Linked DNA regions of Mus musculus: all the other regions are linked to region 4. Evidence: chromatin contacts called from public Micro-C and promoter capture Hi-C data. All regions are on one chromosome and are shown on one strand. The core of a region is the stretch at or near the end of the contact, and the rest is flanking DNA. Distances in the headings are between cores, read along the strand shown. Region 1 holds the start of Shisal2a (shisa like 2A). Region 2 holds the start of Gpx7 (glutathione peroxidase 7). Region 3 holds the start of Slc1a7 (solute carrier family 1 (glutamate transporter), member 7). Region 4 holds the start of Zyg11a (zyg-11 family member A, cell cycle regulator).

The links. Promoter capture Hi-C pulls out the DNA fragments that hold promoters and counts their contacts. Hi-C and Micro-C count contacts between places; a contact is called where the count stands out from the background.
Region 1: a Micro-C map of embryonic stem cells shows a contact between it and region 4, with 4 times the contacts expected there. The contact joins the promoter of Shisal2a here to the promoter of Zyg11a in region 4. A contact is called at or near these places in 3 of 39 promoter capture datasets (liver and stem cell-derived epiblast-like cells), 2 of 484 Hi-C or Micro-C datasets (both in embryonic stem cells) and 2 of 115 datasets of contacts at active chromatin or transcription factors (bone marrow-derived macrophages and embryonic stem cells).
Region 2: a promoter capture Hi-C map of embryonic stem cells shows a contact between it and region 4, with 2.9 times the contacts expected there. The contact joins the promoter of Gpx7 here to the promoter of Zyg11a in region 4. A contact is called at or near these places in 9 of 39 promoter capture datasets (the C10 cell line, cranial neural crest, embryonic stem cells and 5 more), 1 of 484 Hi-C or Micro-C datasets (embryonic stem cells), 1 of 115 datasets of contacts at active chromatin or transcription factors (embryonic stem cells) and 1 of 9 other capture datasets (adipose tissue).
Region 3: a contact with region 4 is called in a promoter capture Hi-C map of stem cell-derived epiblast-like cells, with 4 times the contacts expected there. The contact joins the promoter of Slc1a7 here to the promoter of Zyg11a in region 4. A contact is called at or near these places in 22 of 39 promoter capture datasets (the 3T3-L1 cell line, 3T3-L1-derived adipocytes, the C10 cell line and 14 more), 2 of 484 Hi-C or Micro-C datasets (Th1 cells and muscle stem cells), 3 of 115 datasets of contacts at active chromatin or transcription factors (astrocytes, embryonic stem cells and stem cell-derived neural progenitor cells) and 2 of 9 other capture datasets (liver and macrophages).

Annotation. Positions count from the first base shown.
Region 1 is chr4:108,382,280-108,384,979 of GRCm38.p6, forward strand. Shisal2a (shisa like 2A) reads right to left here and starts at 1,376. Exons shown (of 3, transcript NM_001099303.2): 1 at 883-1,376. The coding sequence starts at 1,064. Gm32297 (a long non-coding RNA gene) reads left to right here and starts at 944. Exons shown (of 6, transcript XR_003955247.1): 1 at 944-1,104.
Region 2 is chr4:108,405,274-108,407,984 of GRCm38.p6, forward strand. It overlaps Gpx7 (glutathione peroxidase 7), which reads right to left and starts at 1,440. Exons shown (of 3, transcript NM_024198.3): 1 at 1,270-1,440. The coding sequence starts at 1,404. It overlaps Gm32297 (a long non-coding RNA gene), which reads left to right. Exons shown (of 6, transcript XR_003955247.1): 5 at 302-513; 6 at 843-1,274.
Region 3 is chr4:107,966,973-107,969,691 of GRCm38.p6, forward strand. It overlaps Slc1a7 (solute carrier family 1 (glutamate transporter), member 7), which reads left to right and starts at 1,434. Exons shown (of 11, transcript NM_146255.3): 1 at 1,434-1,738. The coding sequence starts at 1,604.
Region 4 is chr4:108,216,612-108,219,508 of GRCm38.p6, forward strand. It overlaps Zyg11a (zyg-11 family member A, cell cycle regulator), which reads right to left and starts at 1,432. Exons shown (of 14, transcript NM_001167936.3): 1 at 1,222-1,432. The coding sequence starts at 1,311.

The DNA.
Region 1 (2,700 bases), core at 126-2,625, 170 kb after region 4:
TAGGTTTCAGGATTGTCAGAGTTGGCCCAAGCAACCCAGTTTCTGAACGGCCAGGGAAAATGAAATATTTGCACCCAGACCCCACTATTAAAATGGTTGGAACTGGCCTCTGCTGTGGCATTATGCCACTGTGTCACACTGAACTTGCAGGAAGCCTTGACCCCCAGGTTTATGAGCATAGAGTACACCCCCAGGACTCAAGTATAAGTGTCCAGTAAAGAGAGTGAGAGGGAAGGGAAGGGCTGAGGCTGGGCTGAGATGGGGTTGGGTTGGAGCATCAGGTGAGGATGAAGGTTTGAGGTTGTGGTTTGGATGTAGGTCTAAAGCCAATTAAAGTCAAGTTGTGGGTAAACAGATGAGACGGTTTACAGGCAGGCTTGAGGAGGAGGCTGAGGCAGGTTAAGATTGCAGTAGTAATAGGGAATTCATAAAGCTGGGCTTGGGACTGTGCTGGTACCCGGAACAGCATCCAGAGCTCAGAGCCGCTGTGAGGACTAAGGGTAGAGTTAGGGATTCCTCTGTATGTCTGAAGATAGTATTTGCTGTTAGGGTGAAGGTTGGCTTGTGATTTGAGATTATGTTGAGAGTGATGGCAGAGTGAAGTTCAGAATAGGGACAGAATGAGTGCTTTGGGGGTAGTGCTGGTCAGGTTCAAGTGGGGCTCTAAATTATGGTTGGGGTCAGGATGAAGAAGGAGTTGAGATGGGGCTTTAAGGGTTTGATGTGGTACAAAGCAAGAGTAGGATCAGTGAGGAGTAAGGATGATTTGAGGGAAGGGCACTTAGATGAAGGTGGGGGCTTCCAAGAGGCTGGCTTGCGGGTGGGCTAGTGGGATAAGATGGGAGAAGGGGTTCAAGGTGAGGTTAGAGCCAGGGCCTGTACCTGAGCCACCACATGTAGTTGTGCTCGTAGGGGAAGAAGCTGTGCGGGTCGTCGCAGCAGTACTTGTGGTCGCGGAAGCCACAGCAGAAGACAGCAGCCGCTTCGCCCCCTGGCAGCGGGCAGCTGAAGCCGCGCACCACCTCCTGCTCAGCGCTCACGTAGCTCGAGCAGGCGCCGCTCATCGCGCCTCCTTGGCTCCCTGGACGGACGGACCGACAGCGGGTGAGCGAGAGACAACGGCCGGAGACCCCGCAGATCTTGAGAAAGAGCCCGAGGGCCAGGCAGGCAGGGAAGTGCGCAGGTAGAGGCGCTGCAGAGAAAGGCACGGCGAAAGGCGCGGAGGCGCGCGGTGAGGACGGGGCGCCCGGGGACCCGGTGGTCAGGTGCGCGGGCGCGGAGGCAGGGGTGCACGTGGGGACCCAGTCCAGGGTGGGGGCTGCCTCCTCGCCCCGGCTGCCGAGACACCACGCGACAGCCAGAGAGGCAAGGTGGATATTTGAGGCTCTCGCCTGAGCGAGGTACCACCGTGCGGGCCGCCAGGACCCTTCTCTGGGTAGTTGTGTGCTACGCAGAAGACAGGCAGAACGGGGTCCTCTGGGGTTGATGAATAATACTCCATTTAACTGGCAAAGCAACCTGAAGACCAGGGTTTTCATTGTATAGACGGCAGCTGAGAATCAGAGAGAGACAAGTCATTTCCCCAGGCTCCTTAGCTCATGGGATTTCAACCCTGTTGTCTGGCTGACTCTCAGCAAACCTCCTGTATTCCACATTGGCCTGGATGTCTTGATGACTGGCTTCCAACTCCCAAATGCTGGGATTTTGGGTGTGTGTCCACACCCTGCCCTCCAGTAATATTTTCAAAGTCTTGATTGCCTTTCTTTTCCTCTCCTGCTCTCTCTTTGACACACAATGTTCACACACACTCTTAGCACTCCCTGCTCTTGGCCAAAGACATTGAAGCAATTGTCTCAGGAATAAGCCTTTACCCCCACCTCAATTAGGGGTTGCCAACCTTCACAACTTGTTCCTAGACTACAAGGACAGTGTTCTCCTTCCTGTCTGAAGGTGCTTCCGAGCCTCAGTTTCTCCAGTGTACCCTGAGAGGGTGAACAAGGATCTTTGAGGATTTACCCAGTCCCTCCGAGCCTTAGCTCTGCATTTCCACAGAAGAGGATGGTAGGAGATAGTGTGGTGCATCCCTTTGCTGTGGCAGCTGTGTGTGGGATCATGGATCTGCAGGGGGCTGGGTATAAGCCTAACTGACCCCCTTCACGGCTTCTTTTCCCTTTGACCTGTAAGGCAGTTCAGTTCCACAGATGCCATTGTACACCACGCCTCTGACCTGAAGGTCAGATCCGGGCTGGCCCTTGAGAAACAGCTTGGTGGAGGAATCAACAGGGAGGGATCAATATAGGACCAGGATCATAGGCACAGAGGGGCTCTGTGTAAGGGAATAGCAAAGGTTTTAAGAGGGCAATGCTTTTAAAGGTCAGCCAAAACAATAAACAAAAAGGAGCCAGATCTGGTGGCATATGCCACTAGTCCAAACTATTCAGCAGGCTGAGGCAGGAGGATTGCTTCAGTCCAGGAGTTTAAAGCAAGCCTGGCAATACAGATCTCATCTCAAAAATGAGCAAAAACTTACCTTTGGCATGGATGATAGATAATGGTAGATAGATCATTTGCCTAGTATGCATGAGGGCCCTGGTTTTGTTACCAATACCTCAAACCAAGAAGAACTGTTAATATTCCCAGAAAACTCTTCTCTTGAGCTGTTATCACTGAAGACTGGCACTACTCTATTGAAGGCTCATT
Region 2 (2,711 bases), core at 190-2,689, 190 kb after region 4:
CCTAATGTTTCTACACTGTTTTCTCTCTTGAAACTTACAGCACACTGGTCAGGGCAAGGACTCTCAGTGTAATCGAGAACAACAAGGCTATTGAGAATAGTTTTGCCCCTAAAGATACTCTTGCTTGCAAGAAAAGCCTACTGAACCATCCAACTCTGGATGATGGGGTCACAAGTCAGTTAGTGTTCAATAGCAGTCTTCACACCAGGATCTCCAACTCCAACTCAAGAGACAAAAGGTTCTTTGAAGGATTTTTAAAAATTAATTAATTACCTTTTTTTTTTTTTTTTTTTTTTTAAAGATAGGGTCTCACCATGTAGCCCTGGCTTTCTGGATCGCCCAATGTAGATAGACACTAAATTGGTCTTGAACTCACAGACTCTCTTCCTTCAGCATGCTGGGATTAAAGGTGTGTGCTACCATGCTCCTCTCTTGAGAAGATTCTTCATCGCACCAGAGTCTCTGAACTTTACAGTTCAAAGTCTCCCTGGCAGTCAGCCTCATCTAACACCGGTTAGTCTAGCAGTTTGTATCTCTCAAGTACCCGCTGCTGAAATCCCTGGTCCACCCTGACCTTTCTTGTTGTTTTGCTTCTGTGTCTGGACTTGGCCAGCTCTCTCTGTCTGGATTGATCTGTCTTGCTCAAGTTTTATTTAAAAGACCCAATCCTGACACACTTCCTTCTTACTGTGATTCGCCTAGTGAGTAGGGCAGGCCCATTAGCAACTCCATCACAACTGCCCTCTAAGGGGTGGGTCTTAGGAGGATCAAGGATGGGAAGGGTGTATAGGGGGTTCTCTTACAACTTGGATTGCTTTCCACTGTTGTATCTTTGCTCTCAGGGCCTGAGGGTGGATTCTAAGAATCATGAAAAGGTCCATTTTTGATGGTCACTCCCTCCACTGCACATTTGTCTCTCTGCGTTCTCATTGGACCCACTGTTACAGGAGCAGAAGCTGGACTGGACCGGCAAAGGGCCATAAAGGCTAGGGTTTCTTTTCCACTTGGGAGAGGCAAAGCGGAGAGCGGAGGGCATTCACCTTCCGGGTGAGATCCTGAGCCTCGCAGAGCGCAGTCAGCGCGGGTGGCTCCTAAGCTGTGCCACGTAGCCGCAGGCCTGAGTGGGCAAGGGTTTGGGAGCGCCGGTTGCACCGATCTCGCGGCTGGGATGAGCAGGGTGGTGTCCGAGCTGTGGCACACCCGAGAGTAGCATCCCCACGGAGCCCCTCCCTCCCCTCCGCGCCAGGCCCGCAAGGAATCGTCACTCACCGAGCCACGGTACTTCTCCAGCGACACCAGCTTGCCCCGGATGTTGACCGCCTTGAAGTCGTAGAAGTCCTGCTCGGATTGCGCGCAGGCCGCGGCCCACAGGAGCAGCCACGCCGTCGCCACAGCTGCAACCATGGTTCACTCCCGAGGTGGCGACTTGGCGAGGGCAAAGACAAGGCGGAGGGGACCCCGCCGTGTGGGGCGGGAGGAGGCGGCCCGCTGGGCAGGACGCGCCCCCTTCTCAGTCGTCTCTGCAGGCGCAGAGTCCCGGCTCTGGACCTCAGTTTCCCTAGCTGCTCTGCGCTGGTTAGCTTCAGATCGCAGGATCCTGTTTTCTTGAGGCTGAGACCAAAATTCGCTCAAACTCAAGCTCAGGGCGCAGAGACTTAATAGGGAGATAGCGGAGAAAAATCTGTGAGGATTAGCTTCTAGTGCCTGGCCTTAGGCGGATCGCTCCACCACTCTGAGCCCCAGTTTCTTTACGGGAATATTACCTAGTGTAGAATTGGGAGTACTGGACTGTAACGGGAAAGTGCTGGAAAACAATTTGATAGCTGAACGATGCGTACAAACTTTAGGTTAATGGATGTAGTGTTTCCCCAAAGTCAGACAAGTGTGGGAGACAAGTCTGCTGCGGTTTGGATTCCAGCAGTGCATGGGGGTTAGGAGAGCTTGCCTATCTAGTCAGTCACTGGATTATTGCCTCCTTACTGGAGGTGCAGCAGGAGCCAAGAAGGCCCGGTATCTCCAGCAGCTGACAGTTAAAAGCTCTTTGTGGACACAAACGTGGGTAGCAGCTGCAATCTCAAGTTAGTGACAAGAGATCTCAATAGCAAGCTACAGCGTTTCCCAGGCGCAGAAAAACGTCTATGACACCCATAAAGGGCCAAGCATCCGGTGGCGACTTAGTATGAGTTAACACACATTTGGAGTACCTGTTCTATGCCAAGTTCAGCTCTAGCCCCCCACCCCCCACCCCCCACCCCCCACCCCCACCCCCCGTGCAGTGAGGGAAAACATGTGGGCTTCCTATTCAGAGGGAGATAGGACACTAAAAATTTTACAGTTAACTCCAAAACTACAGTTGTGGCCGGTACAGTACCACCTAATAAAGTCGAGGTTGTGTGTGGGCAAACGAAAGGAGGTTTGAACTGAACTCTTGACAAATGAATAGAAATTATTCAGGTAAAAGCAGAAAGTTGTACAAGGCCTCCTGGGAGAGTGAAACATGATACAATGGGCAACAAAGACTAGTTTGGCTGACATGAAAGTACGCTTGGGGGTGGGGGAGGGGAGGTAGTCGTGAGGCCACACAGCCTCCGAGGGCCACAATAAAGTTTACAGGCTTGCCCTACATGATAGCCAATGTCTTTAATCCCAGCATTTGGAGGACAGAGGCGGGCAGATCTCTGAGTTAGTGGGCAACCTGGTCTATATAGTAC
Region 3 (2,719 bases), core at 184-2,683, 250 kb before region 4:
AATGGCTGAGATGCCTATTATCATATCAAAGGTGACACTGGCCCCCAGGTCCTCCCAGCATCCCTCAGTCCCTACTTGTTACAGAATCTTCCTGACAGGCATACCCAACACCCCCCACCCCAGGACTCTCCAATTCAGGGGCTCCCCTCTCACCACCCCCCAGCTCCTCTGGTCCCTAGATAACTCAGCCATTTTGGCTAGTTATCACCAGTCTTTGGCCCAGACCCCTCTTGATCCCAGCTCCTGCCTTGCCCTCCCTCCACCTCTCTCCTCACACAGCCAGGCTCAGTCTGGCTACATCCATCTAGACTCATCCAGATGCCTCTGGCTGTTTTCTCCCTCTTATCTACAGTGAACCTTTCCCTCTACCACACCTGGGAGCAATCATTTTGTCCTCCTTTTTGTTTCTTTTTTTCATTCAGATGTGATCAAGACACATTGTTCATATGTATAAAAAAGAATAAATAAGAATACTTTTAAGGGCTGGTGAGATGGCTCAGTGGGTTAGAGCACCCGACTGCTCTTCCAAAGGTCCGGAGTTCAAATCCCAGCAACCACATGGTGGCTCACAACCATCTGTAACGAGATCTGACTCCCTCTTCTGGAGTGTCTGAAGACAGCTACAGTGTACTTACATATAATGAATAAATAAATCTTAAAGACTCCCTCTTCTGGAGTGTCTGAAGACAGCTACAGTGTACTTACATATAATGAATAAATAAATCTTAAAAAAAAAGAATACTTTTAAAATAAAAAACAGTTCCTGAGGGACATGGGATGGGTCATCTTGGACTTAAAGCCCCTTGGAAGAAAGTTTATTCATTTCCTGTTGTCATTAGGCTGAGGTCAGGACAACTAAACTCAAGTCTAAATTCCTCACAGTGTCACCTGACCCCACACTGCTGAGTGCCAGCTTAGTGACTGTGCCGAGGGACCCAGGCTCTTGGGGTCTCAGTGGTCTCAGATCTCAATGAGGTCATCAAATGGCAATGATGTGGAGACTGGAACCCAGACCCAAAGTGTTGAGGTTGAGCTCCCCCCCCCCCCCTGACTCTCAGTAGCTCACAGGGTAAGCCTGGGCGCATTGTTACTCTTTCCACAGAGGACACCCGTGAATCTGCACTGACAAATTCACACACTCACTCCTGGAGACTGACGTCAGTATGAATCATGCTGACACAATACCATGCATCTAGGACAGCCATCAGATGTCCACTAGCACTACTGAGGTGGGCGGTCACTGGAACCTCGCTGCCTTGCTTCTACATCTTTCCGGAATAGGTGGAGGTGAAGCACCTCTGCTTCCTCTCATGGTGTCTGGTCCCTCCCCTCTTCAAGAGAAGCATTTGGCTTTGAGGACTGGACGCCCCGACCACGTGGCCTGCTCTAATTTCCCAGGCCCTAATCTGCTCCTAGCTCCTAATGATGCAGCTGGTAATAGGATTGTGGCTTCCCTCTGGACGGCTGCACAGACCATGGCTGCAAGGCTGCTGATAGGTGCCTAGGACTCTGTTCACCTGTAAGCAGAGAGGCTTGTGCCTCCAGCCCAGCCCTGGGCCTCATCTGACAGTGCATGGAATGGTGCCAACAGGCTGGGCTCAGCATGGTGCTCGACGCTGTCCTGGCTCGAGGGCGCACAGTGTGTAAGCACAACGGGCTGCTCATCCTGTCTGTGCTCTCTGTCATCGTGGGCTGCCTCCTTGGCTTCTTCCTCAGGACCCAGCGCCTCTCACCACAGGTCAGGCCCCCCCGGGGAGGTGTGGGTCTGCGGGGCTGGGGTTCTTAGAATTGTTACAGTAGGTGAGCCAGGTTGCTTCTTTGGGTCCCAGTGTTCCCATCTATATCGTGGGTGTAAAAACACCCACTGGTGTGAGATGTCAGTAAAATGGCTGGCGAAATGGCAGCAAAGCCACAAAGCCAGCACAGTAAGGTGGCTGGGGACAAAGACGCGCCACTGAAAAAGCATAAGGTTGAGAGCAATGGAGAGGAGACCGGGGGTCTTCAGAGAACACCCCTACAGGTCCCTAACCAGGATCCAGAATGGGTTTCCTATGCGGCAGGACCAGCAGGATGAGGCTCAAGGGTGCATGAAAGTTGGGAGCAATGGGTCAAGCCTTTTATTTGGAGGAGGGCTATTGGAATATACAGGGAAAGTAAGGGGCTGGAGTGTAGAGAGCAAAGGCTGAAAGGTTCCCATCACCAGACACAGGCTTGGGATAACCCTGCAAACCATGGAAAGGAAGAGAGACCTGAAGGATGAACACTTTAGAGTGATCCCTGGGTGCAGAGTGGAAGATGAGGTGGTCGTGGATCAGATGGGGTTGGGGGAAGCTGCAGGGAAGCAAGTGACCCTGGGCTGAAGAGGAGGTGTGAGAACAGCGCTCATGGAGAGGAAACTTCAGGAGGTGTGGCTGGCGGGAAATGGGAGACAGAGTGGTGAGGCTGCCTCATCAATGCATCATCTGGGAAAGATCTTTCTGTGGACCGGGGAAGACCCCGGTGATGTTACATAAGACACTATAGATGCCTGTTCCAACAAGGGAGACACAGTTCAGGACCATGGAGACAGTGTCAAGACCTCCAGCTGGGGAGACAAGCCTGAACTCCCCATGCAGCAGAGACAGGTGGGGTTTACAGCCCAGGCACAGAGGGACAGACAGCTCAGTGGGCAGGAAATGACTATGAAAGGGGACATCAAGAGTGAGGCCCTTGCCTGGTG
Region 4 (2,897 bases), core at 182-2,681:
CATGAAGATTTCAAATTCCAATAAATTTGATAAACCGAATGAAGTAGAGAATACATTTCTTGATAGATATTACCAAAGCAAAATCTGTTATAGTTCTGGGAATGCTGTCCCCCCCCCCCCCCCACTTCTTTTTTTCCACTTTGGACAGTTTCTCTGTGTAGCTTTGGCTTCCTGGAACTCACTCTGTAGACTAGGTTGGCCTCAAACTAACTCCTGAGTGCTGGGATTAAAGACGTGTCCCACCATGGCTCAGCAAATGTTGTCTCCTTTTATAAATATGGAGATATACAAAGAACTAACTTTATTAACTCCCAAAAAATACATAGGCATATGAGTTAAAACCTGCAAGGCCCGAGGAGTAGCTCACTTGGTAAGACGCTTGTCTTGTAAGCAGGGACAAGCAGAAAGAAGCTGGGTCCCCTGTCACTTGCTTGTAATTGTAACCCCAGTATTGTTGAGAATGCAAGGCCAGCCTGAGTTACTTAGTGAGTTCCAGACCAGCCTGATCTTGGGTGGAATTTTATTTCCAGAATAAAATTAAAATAGGGGCTAAGGAGATGGCTCAGAGGTTAAAAGAGGGCACAGGGTTCTTCTAGAGGCCGAAACTCTGTTCCCAGCACCCACATCTGCCTGTCACCGGTGTATTTTTCGCTGTCCCCCACCCCACCCCCGCCAGGTACTGAGCATCCAAGATCACTAAGTTCTAGTGTAGACCCAGTCACCCTCGGGCTCGCCGCCTTCCGCACTCGGTTCCTGGGGCAGGTGGGTGGGCGACTTAGGGGAGCCGCTGCGTGGGGCGCTAAGAGGAGGCGGCTCGGGGCCCTGAGGAGAGGGGCGGGTCTGTGCTTGCTGAGGTGAGGCCATCTGAAGGGAGCGGGCTGAGGAGACCGGGCGGGCTGGAGGTCTGAGGAGAGGAGCGGGGCTAGCCTGAGGGGGTGGCGCCTGCGCGCAGCGGGGGGCTCAGTATGGCTGGGGTTCGAACTCGGGCGCCTTCCTCAGCAGCGCAGCGAACAGGAACCCCGCGAGGGCTGGACGCGGCGTCCACGGAGCCTGGAGCCCGGAGCCCGGGCCGGCCTGCCGGCGACTTCCAGGGAACCGTCACGCCCAACTCGCCGCCCGCCCGCCCGCCCGGAGGAGGCCGCCCCGCACCAGCCCGCCCGCCCGCGGGCCGCGCTGCACGACGGGCGGACGCCCCGGAGCCCGGACGGCGGCCACACTCACCTGCACCAAGCAGTGGCCCTGCGCGTCCTGCTGGGCGTCGGGCAGGACGAGGGCCCGCGGCCACAGCAACGGATGCAAGAAATGGACCATGACGCCGACGCCGCCCACGCGAGCCCGGCCGCCGACGTCGCGCCCCGGCGCCCCGGAGGAGAGCGCAGGAAGGTCGCCCGGCACGGGAGGAGAGCTCAGGAAGGTCGGCCGGCGTTTGAATGGCCGCCCCACGCCGCGCACAGGTCCGCCGCGACCCCGCCCCCGCCGCACGCCCAATGGTCCTCGCTCTCCAGCCTCAGCCACCCAACTCCTATTCACTCCTCGGAGGCCGAGCGCCCTGAGACCCACGCTGCCGAGGGCGTTCGCATAGCACGCACAGCGTTCCTCATTGTACATTTTTATTTTGTTTCTTCTTTTTATGGGGGGGTATTTTGTGGGGGGGGGGTGTTTTTTTGTTTGTTTGTTTTTTGTTTGGTTGGTTTTGGTTTTGAAATAAGGTTTCTCTGTGTAGCCCTGGCTGGTCCTAGAACTCCAAGTTCATAGACGTCCACCGGCCTCTGCCTCCAAAGTACTGGTATTAAAGAAGTAGCCACCCACCAGGGCTTGATTTTTTTTTTTTTTTTTTTTTTTGAGTTAGATAAGGAATCTAGAGCGCATTGTAGGCCAGGGCTCTACCACGTGCCAGATTTTTAAGTGCTTTAAACAAATTAAAAAGCATTTTCAAAGGCTTTGCCCCAGATACCAGTCACGTTTTGACTCCTTGATGAGGATTAACGGTACAAAATATTTCTAGAGGCTGCTAACCTGGTTGGAAGGGGACAGAGTGCAGTGTTAACGTCTGCTTACACACACGACACGCACACACAATAAAATTTCAAAAACAAAACACAGCACCTATTTTTATAAGAGCACAGGGAAGTGGAAACAGGATCAAAGGTTGAAGGTTTTCTTCTGAAAACTAGTTTGAAACTAACCTCAGCCCCCATTACTTTAAGACCATCTTATTTAACATACAACTATTGCTCGGATCCAGGCCAATGCTGTTAAGAGACCTAGACAGACAGGTGAAAGGCAGAGACAGAGAGCCCAATCTCTTGGATTGCTGGGGGTATCTGAAGCCTAATTTTTATCAACTACATGTAAGATCAGGTGAGAGCACACAGGCAGAAACCAGGATTGCTAAAGATAAGGTTTGTACTCAGGCACTTCCCAGGCTCGTGCTAGATGAAGGAATTCAAATGTTAAAATTAGTTTTCAAGAACAAAGGACCAGGCTACGCTTCCCTCAGCGGTCTGTTTTCTTGTTCACCAGCCTGGAATTTGCATTATAGCTGAAGATGACCTTGAACTGATTCTTCCACTTCCACCTCCCAAGGTGCAAGGTGAGTTGTATACAGCTGTCCTTGAAAGTAACTACAAAGCTAGCGATGCGGGGGCGTGGCTGCTAGCCATGTGGGGGCGTGGCTGTTAGACCACTCACTCCGCACACTGCAAGAACAGAATTTTAGGAATGAGAACAAGCCATTGCGGAAACTGAAGGTTAGAAGTAAGAGCCAGGATGAAGGGATTTTACCTGGGAAAGCATGGGCCTTTGATCCCAGCACTCGAGGGAGGCAGAGGCAGATTGAACTCTGTGAGTTCTGGACTGGGTAGGGCCAAAATAAATCAAAGACTCATTATTCAAAT